Linked DNA regions of Mus musculus: regions 2, 3 and 4 are each linked to region 1. The links are chromatin contacts, called in public HiChIP or PLAC-seq and Micro-C maps. All regions are on one chromosome and are shown on one strand. Each heading gives the region's core, a stretch centred on a gene start, on an enhancer-like site or on the middle of the called end of the contact. The rest is flanking DNA. Distances are from core to core; before and after follow the strand shown. Region 1 holds the start of Bmpr2 (bone morphogenetic protein receptor, type II (serine/threonine kinase)). Region 2 holds the start of Stradb (STE20-related kinase adaptor beta). Region 3 holds the start of Abi2 (abl-interactor 2). Region 4 holds the start of Als2 (alsin Rho guanine nucleotide exchange factor).

What was found. Hi-C and Micro-C count contacts between places; a contact is called where the count stands out from the background. HiChIP or PLAC-seq counts read pairs in DNA pulled down with a chosen protein or histone mark.
Region 2: an H3K27ac HiChIP or PLAC-seq map of extraembryonic endoderm stem cells shows a contact between it and region 1, with 3 times the contacts expected there. The contact joins the promoter of Stradb here to the promoter of Bmpr2 in region 1. A contact is called at or near these places in 1 of 39 promoter capture datasets (neural stem cells) and 3 of 115 datasets of contacts at active chromatin or transcription factors (astrocytes, bone marrow-derived macrophages and extraembryonic endoderm stem cells).
Region 3: a contact with region 1 is called in a Micro-C map of embryonic stem cells, with 5 times the contacts expected there. The contact joins the promoter of Abi2 here to the promoter of Bmpr2 in region 1. A contact is called at or near these places in 4 of 484 Hi-C or Micro-C datasets (embryonic stem cells and rod photoreceptor) and 1 of 115 datasets of contacts at active chromatin or transcription factors (extraembryonic endoderm stem cells).
Region 4: a Micro-C map of embryonic stem cells shows a contact between it and region 1, with 4 times the contacts expected there. The contact joins the promoter of Als2 here to the promoter of Bmpr2 in region 1. A contact is called at or near these places in 2 of 39 promoter capture datasets (hippocampal neurons and pre-B cells), 5 of 484 Hi-C or Micro-C datasets (LSK cells, embryonic stem cells and uterus), 2 of 115 datasets of contacts at active chromatin or transcription factors (astrocytes and embryonic stem cells) and 2 of 9 other capture datasets (adipose tissue and liver).

The regions. Positions count from the first base shown.
Region 1 is chr1:59,762,633-59,765,705 of GRCm38.p6, forward strand. It overlaps Bmpr2 (bone morphogenetic protein receptor, type II (serine/threonine kinase)), which reads left to right and starts at 1,647. Exons shown (of 13, transcript NM_007561.4): 1 at 1,647-2,096. The coding sequence starts at 2,021.
Region 2 is chr1:58,971,892-58,974,964 of GRCm38.p6, forward strand. It overlaps Stradb (STE20-related kinase adaptor beta), which reads left to right and starts at 1,631. Exons shown (of 12, transcript NM_172656.6): 1 at 1,631-1,959. Trak2 (trafficking protein, kinesin binding 2) reads right to left here and starts at 1,591. Exons shown (of 16, transcript NM_172406.3): 1 at 1,346-1,591.
Region 3 is chr1:60,408,142-60,411,214 of GRCm38.p6, forward strand. It overlaps Abi2 (abl-interactor 2), which reads left to right and starts at 1,478. Exons shown (of 12, transcript NM_001198570.1): 1 at 1,478-1,778. The coding sequence starts at 1,662.
Region 4 is chr1:59,235,764-59,238,836 of GRCm38.p6, forward strand. It overlaps Als2 (alsin Rho guanine nucleotide exchange factor), which reads right to left and starts at 1,468. Exons shown (of 34, transcript NM_028717.6): 1 at 1,392-1,468. It overlaps Gm33667 (predicted gene, 33667), which reads left to right and starts at 1,592. Exons shown (of 2, transcript NR_168353.1): 1 at 1,592-1,990; 2 at 2,922-3,073.

The DNA of each region.
Region 1 (3,073 bases), core at 397-2,896:
TGCAGTGCTGGCGGGACTGTCTCTATTCGATGAGTGAGGAGCTAGGACCACACTCCATACCTAGAAGCAACTACACTGCGTCGCAGTTCTCCTTTAACAGGCCCTGCAAAGACCCTCGGGCCTTTGTGAATAAAACCCTCCCCAGGAGAGGTGCGGGCGGAGCAGGAGACGCGCACGCACAGCAGGCCGGCGTGTGCGATCTTAAGTTTTCTCTCCGGTCTCGCGTGCTCGCAATTGCTCAGCAGCCTTGTCATCCAAGAGGGCCCCGGGGATGGCTGTTCGAGGAAAGCCCGACCCAGACTAGCGCACACACGTCAGCTTCGCGGTCTTCATGACTGAGGCAGGAGGCTTTTGTTTGGGCCGCGACGGGAGGGGGACCCGACGAGGCCCGGGTCTCGGCTCCTGGGAAAGGCGGCTCGGTCGGGATTCTCAGGGAAACCGAGGAGGATGCGCCCGCCGCCACCAACAACGACGGCGTGCCTTCGAGGCTTCTCGCCCACCTTCCCGGGTAGCCTTTAACCTACGTTAAACAAAAGATTGTGGCCGCCCTCCCTTACACGCTTGAACAGATCGCACGGCGTCCACGTGCGGAGCGTTCGCCTGTGTGAGGAAAGGGACCTAGGCTGCCCACCCGCAGCCCACGACAACCCTTCCCTGCACTGGGCGCCCAGGCGAGAGACGCCGCGCGAGGGCCTCACTCTCCAGCAAGCCTGGGAGTGAGGGGCGGGGCCGGGCGGGGCCGCGGGCGCGCAGGCGCAGTGCGGCTCAGTGGCGCCGCCGCCGCCGCCGCCGCCGCCGCCCGCGCTGCACCACAGGCCCGAGACAGACAGGGGTCGGCTGGAGAGCCGGAGACTGAGAGGAGGCGGCGGCGGGGGCGGGGCGACTCCGGTGACCGGGAGCGCCTCAGACTGGCAGCTGCGGCGACTCCCCCCTTTGTGTCTGGTCTGCTTGGAACCGCTGGAGGTGCTTCCCGGAGGGGCTCGGGGTGTTTCGCAAGCTCAGCTGCCCACCCCCTTCCTCGGCCACCTACGTCCGTCTTCCCGCCGCCCCCCGCCCTCGGCCCGCGACGCCCGAGCTCCGCCCGGAGCCCAGAGCTGCGGAGAACGAGGCGGCGGCGGCGGCGGCGGCTTTCTCCAGAGGGGCTGTGATTCGCTCCCGCAAGCCATCGACGGGAGGAGACCCGGTTTTCATGGTGGAATTTACTTCAGGCAAGAGCGAGGGGCTGGAGTAGCCGAGAGCGAGGCCGCGGGCGGAGCGCCCTCGAAGGGCCAGCCCCGCACCTCCCCGCGTGTCGCTCGCCCGGGCTCGCCGCGTCGCCGCGACCCTCCCCTCCCCCGCGCCCCGAGGCCCGGCCTGAGCGACCCTCGCGCGATTGTTCCGAGGAAGCTGTGGACTCGCCCATGGAAGCAGGCACCTTTTTCGACCCAGTCGGTGGGAAGGATTTGTTGATGTCGAAATCCGAGTGAAGGAAGCAACGAAGCGAAACTTTAAAAGGAACCCCACTGTCCTCGGAGTACGGAGCGATGCTACTCCGGCGGCCGGGCGCCGCTGCCTGCCCCGCTTCGCCCTTCCCGGCGGTCGGGAACTTGTTCTGATCCTCAGTGCTCCCATCGAGTCCCCGCCCTCCCCCCCCCCCCCCCCCCGGCACTCTGGATATGTTTTCTCCCAGATCTGGGTATTTTTTTGATATCGTGAAACTACGAGGGAAATAATTGCAGGGGTTTCTTCTGGGCTCCCTGCGTCTTCCCCATGGACATGCCTTCAATTTGGGGAGCCGAGACACCCCGTCCTAGGCGAATGAAGCCCCCCAGCCACGAGGGAGCGAAATGAAGGGAAATTCTGCAGTGGAATGAGAGCTCTACTAGCTAGGTCCTCGCATCTGCCATTTGTCCTTTCAAACTGCATTGTAATCCGGGCAGGATAAATCAGACGAAGAGCAGCCTCCTAGCCGGATTTCTCCGCCCGAATTTACTTTCCAGATTTCTTTTCTTTGCCCTCCTGCTTCTTTGCTGGCCCAGGGATGACTTCCTCGCTGCATCGGCCCTTTCGGGTGCCCTGGCTGCTATGGGCCGTCCTGCTGGTCAGCACTACGGCTGGTGAGTAGCCCTAGGTGGTATGTCCCAGCTCCTACTCCAGTGGGTGGCGAGGGAGAGAGCCTGCAGAGGCCGAGCCCTGTGCTCTCCCCTCGCAACGTGTGCTCTCGGATCCGGGTGGAGGAGCCAGCCAGGGAAATCACCTTCGGTGTTTGCGTGTTGTTTCCCGTCCCTACTCCCGTATTCCCTGACCCCTCCCCCACGGGGGGAAAAAGACATATTGGGTGTGGTATCTTGACATTTTTAGCTGTGAGGTAATGCAAGGATTAAAAATAATATTTTAATCACTAGTGAACTGTCTATTAGATTTTTGGAGATAAAGGTGGTTTTTTTACTTTGATGGAAAGAAGCAGATTTGGTTTACAATAAAAAGAACAACTAGACACACACTTGATTGAACCTTATTTTTACATTTAGATCACTCTTTGGGAATCCACATTACTTTTCGTTATTTAAAAATGTTACCTGAAAAAAAATGTTACCTGATGAATAGAGTAAACGTTGAGGAAGTCACTGTGTGAGAATCTTGATAACAGTGTATACTAACACAGTTGATGTCATCATTAATATTGTTTTGCTCCCAAGAATCTTAACTATTCTCTGTCTCTTTATCCTGGATATTCTTAACTTTGTATCCCTTTGGAATTACTGTTGGGCACAGAAGTGTTTTTGATAACTTTTCTATTAGTCATCTGGCGTCTGTTGGTTTTCCTGTCATTGAGACAATTTTGACCTCACATCAGACTTCGAGGAGATTTGACTCCTGAAAGTTCTTTGACATTTTCCTAACGTGTGAAAGGAAATGCTACTCCCCTTTCCTTTGGCCATTTCCTCTTTACTTCTCAATCGCCTTGAGAAAAAAACAACTCATATTCTCATTGCAGTTATTTTCAAGCAACAGTCTTCTGTGATTTGCTTTTAGAAAATTTCAGGAATGAATTCTTAAATAGTCACATGAAGTATGCATTTAAAATTGAGTA
Region 2 (3,073 bases), core at 381-2,880, 790 kb before region 1:
ACCCGAGAACTGGAAAGCACCTTTGTGATATAAGTCCAATCCTATCATTTTTTTTTTTAAGACATAAAGGCATCCAGGTGGATTTGGAATGAGCTCTTAGTGTGTTAATGAGCAGTTCTATGAGGGATGAGACTAGCAGACAAGAGTGTACAATTTGTTCAGAGGGCTAAAGTGGGAGTTACGGATGCATTCATAGTCAAGGAATGATGGAGCGAGTACTAGCAAACTATGAAAATTCTTCTTAACCATTCTTTTAACCTGGTTCATAACTTTGAGGCAAAGCAGGTATGGGTGTAAATCTCGACTTGATACAGAAAGTCTCCAGTGCAACTAGTGAGCAATGTGCGTGGTTAGGTGAACCGTGTACATCATCACATCAGTAAAAATGGGTATGGGTAAGAGCACTGTCTTTCACATAGGTATGTATGTGCTGGTTAAACATCTGAGGCTTGCCAGATACTACCTAATTTTAAAAATAGAAAGCTGGAGAGTGGCCGAGATGATAAAGTGCCTTTAATTTTGCCCTTTCCCACCACCAAATGTCCTTCACAATTCGTTTTCAAGTGTCACCACCATTAATATGCTATTTGGAGCTCACTGTAGCTCAGACTTTTAACAGGACAGCAAAGATTTGAAAGGTCACAAACATTTTTACTAAGGTAGAGCAAGAACTCTGAGTCTAGCTCATTTTGTTCAGTGGTCCTTACATAAGCTAAGTGAATTTCCAGCGAAATATTACCATCTTTCCTGATGCAGAAAAAGATGCATAAGCAGGTAATTGACTTCACTGCCATAATTGTGATTTAAAAAAAAAAAAAAGTGTCTGGGACTCAGAAGTGCTGGCACTGGAAAACACAACTGCCAATATTCATTCTTTTTGCTTCAACCAAAAGTCTTTCTGTCTGTCTGTCTTCCTTATTTCTTTTAAAAAGACATGTGGCGTTTGGTTCCAAATCAATTACAAATAAAAGCCCAATAAAGAAAGAGCTCTTTCTAGTGTCCTTTCCTCCCATTTGCATCACAGATGGCCACCGAGAGCTTAAGGTTTAACGTCCAGACACTAAAGCCACTCATCCTAAAACGACAGAGCTCCAGATGGACTCTGTCTGGCAAAGGATGGGAAGCTGCCAATCTTCAGAGGTGCAGATAGGGTGAATCCCGGAGGCTACCGCCCAGTTCCCATCAGTTTGCACCCACACTTGGGAAACATCCCTTTCCCATCTCGGGGCGGAATCCTTCCGTGAGTGACCTCTGGGGACCAGAGGGACGCGGGACAGGAAGGCTTCTCTGCCTTTGAGAGAAGTTGACAAGGGCAAGTTCGAATCGCACGCGGGAGCTTACTCACGGGAATGGCCCGGCGTCCTCGCTCTTCCGCCCACACTCGCTCAGGAAGAAGCCCCTAATGCGCGGCAGCCTGAGAGCAGCATCTGAAGCAGCCGCCGCCGCCACCGAGCTAACCCCCCCGGGCGTGGCAGGAACTGGCAGGCGCTCTCACATCATCACCGGGCGACCTTGGAGCTGCAGTGACGCCGGTTCAATGGCAGCCCCCACCCAGCTAGGGAAGCTAAAAAGGAGACCCACTCTCCCAACAGGCTTTGCGGCCCTAGCGCAAAGCCTTCTGGGAACTGTAGTTTGCTTTCCGTCCCGCCTACAGCTCGAGGGCCCCGCCTCCTCACTCCAGAGCTAGAAGCTGGAGGCGCGGTGGGGCGGAGCGGCGGGCCCCGACCCCGCTGGGGTGGGGCGAATCCCGTCCCGGCCGGTTGCCCCGGGCTAGGGCAGAAGTCCAGGCCGACCGGCCTTCTCCAGGCCGTGCTGCACTTCTGTGCCTTGAGGCTCACCCTGGAAGCCGGCCTAGTGTTTTCGCCTCGCCCCTTCGCGAGGCAGGTCCCGGGGCTCGCGCGTGTCGCCTCCCCTCAGCGCCCGCTGTCTGGAGAGTCGCTGGCCTTGGTCACCGCCTAGGTAATGAGGGGAGGCAGGCCAGCACGGGATGGTGTGGGGACCCGGGGAGCGACAGGGAACGCAGGTCGGTAGGTGCACAGCGGAAGGCTACAAGGCCAGTCCTCGCCTCCGCTCCTTACCGGAGTTGACACGGCCGGCCGAGCAGCCGCTGGAGTCTGCGGGACGCCGGCTCCCGCTCTCTGTCTCTGTGCCAGCGCACGGGGGGGCCGGGGCTCCCGGGTGCCCAGCAGCGGTGCCAGGTGCAGGAACCCAGCTACCGCCGCCCCGCTCCCCCAGCTCTTACCTTTGGTAGCGCACACAGGCCTGGCGACTTCCCAAGCTGAAGACACTCTGGCCCCAGACCTGTCTGCTCAGAGACGTCGAAGGGACCTTTTTCCAAATTAAATGTCCAGGCTTCGTTTTGTCTTCAGTGTTTACATTTGATGTCTTGTTTTCCCCTCGTGGGTTTGTTATGTCAAATACCTTTCCTCCAAACTTGATCATGATTTGTGACAGCACCTGCATAGCACAGTGCTTGGCACTCCGTAAATATTTGTTGAAACCATGAGTCATGATACTAAGTTTGGAAAATTGGATTAAGCTGTGTGCTTCGCTATGATCTTTGTTAAGGTTTTATGAGATTTCAAGATCACCTTGAGAATTACTGTAATTTTGAAGCCTAACAAAGAGTATTGGTAGGTTTTTTGTTTTTGTCGGCATTTCCTGTAACAGTAGACCATTGAATACCTCGATTAACGCAAAACCCAAGTCTTGTAAATACATAGCCCCTCTGGTGTCCATTTAAAGTGTTAACCTTTCAAATGAAAGGCCTGGGTATGACTTCTATATTATGCAACAAATTAGATTATTTATAAAGCTTTATTGTGGTTAGCTTTTTAGGTACAATTGCAAGGGACTACACTGAAGTACTCATCATTATGTTTAGGAATACAGGTTTCTTAAATATATATATATATATATATATATACATATACATATATATATATACACATATATATATACATACACACACACACATATATATATACATATATATGCACACATTTATGAGTAAATACATACACACATATTTTAAAGATGGGGTCTCACTATGTTGGTATCCCTAGATGGCTTA
Region 3 (3,073 bases), core at 228-2,727, 650 kb after region 1:
CAGTTTTTTGATTTACTGGTTTGTATAAGAGTCTGATCTGATGTTTGTTTTCTTCACCTGTTTGTACCTCATTTCCTGAAACAAGTGCATGTGTCTATACATAACTATCCCCCTCCACACACTTTAGGCTTCTCTTCTTTTTCCACACATAGTTAAACTCAGCTACAAACCCCAGCTCTCCCTTTTGTTTTTAACAAGCTTCTCACACTTAGAACATTCACACTAAGACAGGTGTTTAAAGTGCTGAACAATAGATCCAGGTGGACCACATCATCATTTAAAAATACTGTTTTAGGCTCTGCGGCAAAAGCTCACGCATATTGGTAATGTATTTATCATAAAGCCAACGTAACAACACAGGGTTTACTCCACAAATATGTGAGCGAGTGCATTTGATTTTTTTCTAGGAATGTATAATCGTTCCCTCATCATCTGAAATTTGATCACAGGAGGCCAAGTGACAGCAAGAGCAATAAAAGTTGAAACCACAAATCCTAAACTCTAAACCCCTCTAAGATGGTGGGTGCCCTTTGGGTTTCCACAGAACTAACAAAGATTGTGGTCTTGATATCACAGAAGGTGTCAGTTTTATTTATTTTTTTCAAGTTTCACGGTGTGGGCCAATCATATTTATGAAAAAAGATTAGATATCTGGATAACAAGACCAGGATGAACGTCCTTGAATTTGTAGTACTTAATCTGAAAAAAACGCACGTTTGTCATTGTTCGTTTAATCTTATTCATGCTACAACCATGTGAATAAATAAAATAGTACCAGCAAAACCACCATCGAAATTTTAAAAAAAGTGAAGTGAGGAGGAGGCCCAGGCTGGGCAACCACAGCATGTGGCTGTAATTCCAGTCAGCCCGGTCTATACAGGAGACCATGCCAAGAAGAAAGAGAGGACAGGACAGGGGACGGAAGGGAGTGAATGAATGAATGAATGAATGAACGAACGAATAGGTTTGGGACTAGGTAACTGCAATTTGTAAAGAAGCCGATGAGGTTCAAGGTGGTATTTAGAGCTGCCTGGAAGTTCAGTGGCTCTGCCTGTTCGGATGAGGTGTTATCTTTCACAGAGCTTGTGAAGACACTGTGTCCTCTCCCTAGGCGAGCTTCCTCAGGCAGATGACCTCCGCAGGGTTCCGGCCCCGGGTGAAGTGCAGAGGTGAAGATGGGGGGCGGCGGCGTGAAGCAGCAGGGAGCAGAGGTGCATTCCCGCCCGGCTAACAAAGGCTGCTGAGGACTCCCAGACCCAGGAAGGCCGCGCGGGGCCGAAGGGTTAACCCAGAGCCCCGCTCCCGCGCGCATCCCGGCCCCCGCCCTCCCGTCGCTAGGAGACGCCGGAAGTGGGGGAGGGGCGGCGCGGGTGGGAATCTTTTTCGGGCGCTGGGGGCGGGTGGAGGGGAGCGCGCGTGCGCGCGCCCGTCGCCGCGGTGACCGTCCTCGCGGCCCGTCGGCTCGCGCCCCGCCTCCATTCCCCTCCGCCCCCTCCCTCGTCGCGCGCCGTAGGGTGTGTGTGGGGGGGTAGCCGCTCGCTCCTCCCGATTCCCGCCGCGTCCGCCGCTGCTCCTCCTCTCCCGGGCGTCGCGGCCGCTGCCTCTGCGGGCTGTATGAGGAGGAGTAGGAGGAGGAGGAGGAGGAAGAGAAGGATGTGAAGATGGCGGAGCTGCAGATGCTGCTGGAAGAGGAAATCCCGGGGGGCCGCCGGGCTCTCTTCGACAGCTACACGAATCTGGAGCGGGTGGCCGACTACTGCGAGAATAACTACATCCAGGTGCGATGCGACGCGGCCCCTCGCGCGGCTCGGCGCGGCAGGACGCGGGCTGTGAGGGGCGCGCGGGGCGATGGCGAGCGGGGGAGGCCGCGCGGTGCTCGGTCCAGGGAGCCGCGCCGGGGTAGGGACAGGGCGAGGGCGGCGGCTGCAGGGAGCGAGGGTCGCCACCAGGCCCCAGCAGCCCCGTGCGAGTGACCGGTGCGGTGCCGTGCGGTGCGTGGCGTCCCGCCCCCTCGCCTCTGCCCCGTCGCCCCCGCAGTCCTCTCCTGTCAGTGTTCCGGATGGCGGGGGAGGTGGCGAGTGGCGTTTTCTGTCTAACGGGATCTTGCTCGATGGCAGGCTTGTGTGACAGAGGGATAGGTTACCCCCTGCCCAAATTCCGAGGGACCCCCTTTTTATTAAGGGGTCCTTTTTCTGCAAAGTGAAATGCCTCACTTCTCCATTCCTGCGAATGTACCCTGAAGACAAAACAAAAATTCTTAACCCTTAAGTTTAAACATTTTTAAAATGTAAAAGGGGCATGGTGGAACGGCTGTCTCTTATTGCAAGTTAATACCATTTTTTTTTTCTCCTCCCTGTGGAGAATGGGAAACTGATAATGAGCTGCCTTTCCTTCTCAGGTCTCGTTAGAATAGGTAATTTTCCTTTGGGGAAAAAAGAACTATGACTATTTTCACAAAGAATTAGGGAAACGAACCACATGGTTTAGTTTTTTTCCCATGATGATTGGTTTGGCCCAGGGACTTCAGTGTATGTGTGTGTAGGAAGGTGAGAAGTGTGTGTGGGGCGGGGCATTGGTGAGATGAGAACCAGCTGGTCATGGGATAAATGTAAAAATTTTGTGAAGCAACACTTTAAAAATTAACTCATGGTATGCAAATCCAGTATCTCTTGTTTTCCGTAGGGCTTATACTGAATTACAGGTTGTGTCTACATTTTTTTTACTCCCGTTTAAATTCTTTGGATAAAATGGAATGGAAGCGTGATGCTTAAACTGTTAGCTGTATTTTAATGTTCTTGTCCCTACTCCCGTCCCTGCAGATATCCTTAACAGCAGTTGTATTGAAAACATTCTCAAATCTGAGTATGAATTGGAAAAAAAAAAAAAACCCCAAAAAACCAAAACAAAAAAACCCAGATGCTGCAATTTATAGGATCTTAAGTTTTTTGAGGACCACATTGTTAGTCAAAGACAATGTGCTTAGATTTTATTTGGTTATACACACACTGAACTCTACTATTATGTTGTAAACATTTGTATTGAGAATGAATCAGACATAATTGAATCTTCTCCC
Region 4 (3,073 bases), core at 218-2,717, 530 kb before region 1:
AAACTACAATGCAGAAATGGATGGCTCACCTGTGATCCAGATCTTGAGGCTAGACTACACAGGCTTTTGACCCACATCTTGACATGGGACAACACAAGTCTTGAGGCATAGTGGTCATGAAAAGCTTAGGCCCAGGCAAAGTAGAACACGCCTTTAATCCCAGGAGAATGAGGCAAGCAGATCTCCGAGTTCAAGGCTAGCCTGGGACAAAGCAAATTCCAAATCCAGGGGTAATGGCACACACCTTTAATCTGGGTCACACCTTCTGCTAGAGGCCTACATAAGGACATTGGAAGAAGGAAGGCTCTCTCTCCTTTGCCTGCCTGCACTCCTTTGCCATCGAATCTATTGGAACCTACTTCTTCAGGATTCCAGCTTATCCAGAAGACCAGCTAAAATAACTACCCTCGTGGGACTGAGCAACTATTAGATTCTTGGACTTCCCATTCCCGTTGTTGGGCTAGTTGGACTGTAAACTGTATATCACTATGATAAATTCCCTTAATATATACATTTCATAAGTTTTGTGACTCTAGAGAACACTAATACATACAGGTATATGATAAAAAACAAAAAAGTATGGCCTACTGTTTTTTTGCATTTTTGTACCTGCTCCAAATAAACCTACATCACACAAGTTTATCCTTGACAGTCATTTAAAAAACAGATACAAATATAAGAACAACAGAGTAACAACCTTAATTTGGGTACAGCAGTCAGTTAATCTATAAGAAAGTGCTGCTCTTGACCACCCAATTCAACCAGTGTGTTTTCCCTCTTTGGTAACCACAGAAGTACTAAACAGTAGCTTGCCTCTACAAATCTACAGTTGCTTGTCTGCAAATAGCCCTGTTACCTGGAGGACCAACATCAATGTGAGGACCATTTCCTCAAGATCGCTCCAGTGTTCTTTCCTGTCTTCACGATGATTCCTTTGATGACTTGATACATTTAGGGATTTGGTCAAACTACCACTGATTAATACCAAAGTCCTTTTCATTTTCAGCAAACGCTGTTTCAAACCACAGACCCTCCCCGCCCCCCTTCACTTTTCCCCACGATATGCATCCTGGGGCAAACCCACCTAGGACACTCAGCAAGGTTCACTGTCTAGCCAGCTGGGCGCCCACTGTGGGCATTCAAAAAACCCTCTGAGCGGATGGGCGTAAGCAGCGTGGGTGGAGGCGGGAAGAGGGGACCCGAAGGAATGCCACACAGCTCCGACCACGGCAGTGGGGCGCTGGGACCCGGAGGGTGGGACCCGGGCCGAGCCACCACGTCCGGAGCTCTTCACAGGCAGGCGCCGTCCCCGCAGGCCAGCCCAGCGCGCTCCCGCACCTCCGCCGACCCGCCTTCGAACCCAAGGACCGCCCGGACCCGCGCGGGCTCACCTGACGCTCCCGCAGCTCCGCGCTCTTCTCCCGGCGCGAGCCCGACTGCACCGCGGGTACGCGAGATCAGCTGATTCATGGGGGCGGGGCCTCCAGGTAGGGGCGGGGCCTCCGGCGGCGGGCTGGAGAGGCGGGCCCGCAGAATGGGTGGAGCTAGGCAAGAGCCGGTGACGGCGTCCGACAGGGATCAAGATTGCTCCGAACGCATCAGTGACTGCAGGCAAACCATTCAGTCAGGGCAGAACCAATCGTCCTAGGGCGGGCGCACTTTAGAAGCAACCGAAGACTCAGTGAAAGGACCTAACTCAATAAGCGTTTCCATGGTAACGATAGGCCGCGCTTGAGGATGGAAACTACTGCAAGTTTTGTTACCTCCTCAAACTGCGAGAAATGAAGAGAAAATCTTACCTATCAGAACATGGCTGCACACGTCTGTAATCCCAACATTTGTGAGATGAAGGCAGCAGGATCAGGAATTCGAGGCCAGCCTTGAGAACGTGTCTCAAGAGAAATAACAAAAGTGAAAATACGAGCTACCTTTAAGCTGCATGACGTCATCTCTTCCCGAGTGTGCCTTTGCCGCGTGTCCACCTTAAACGGTAAAGAGTAGGAAGAAACTATTTCCTCAGGGCTCCTCAATATACAGCGTTAAAATTGTTTTTGCTTGCTTCTTAGTCTCACTACCATCCATACTTGTCACGGTCGCAATCCTCCCGCTGCACCCCTAAGTGCTCCCTTGAATGTTTTGTGTAACAGATGCTCTCAGAACACAAGCCAGAGAGAAATCTGCTGCTACAGAGTGTGCATCGCGGAACCTACAGAGTTACATTTATTTACTCATTAAAGATAGATATATTCCCCGAATCGAATGCCCCTGCGTACAAATTCCCAACTGGTTCCTCCAACTCAGGGTCTCTCACCAGAGCCTTATCAACTTCAGTGCTAGAACAGAAAAGTGTACAGCCTTGAGAATGGCGCCACCAAATGGTACAAACCAGGGATGTCCTGCAGTTAATGAAGCCTGGACTCTGGCCGCCCTAACAAGCTACCTGTCCTCCATAACACAGCTAAAAAAGACAACAGTGAAAGAAATTTATTCAATGAGACTGCACTAGGAAAAAGAACTAAGGGGCTGGTTCAGTAAACCCCCTAAGTCTATCTTTGGAGCCTTGACATAAGTAGAAGGCTCAAGGTGTGATCTTGCCCATGGTAAACACATCTTGGTTGGTCCTGCAAAGCAAACTGACAAGTTGTCAGAACTAAGAACCAAGCTCTCCTGATGGTTTGCACCCAGAAACCCAATCTCTTCCTTCTCCAGTGAGACTCTTGAGGAAATCTAGTTCTTTGGGGCCCATTATCCTGTTAGTCCACTAGTCAAAAGGAGGGGCACACGTGTCTCTCCTCAGAATATCTTCACTCCTCTCAGGATGGTCACACAGCTTCAGCTGAGACATCCGTGTGGCCAAAGTATTTCGGAGCCTACACCAGTCATTTATACACTAAGATCTTATCTCCTAATTCTCTCCCCAGGTAACCTTGCCCTCGGGAGCTCTCAATCCCTTACTGAGCTCTACCCTGCCCGCCTCCTTTGATAAAAATGAAAAATAAATGTCTTCATCTACAGTTCTGAGGCAAGAGAGACTCCCAGAGGTGAACTTCCTTCATTCCCTCTAGCTGCTACC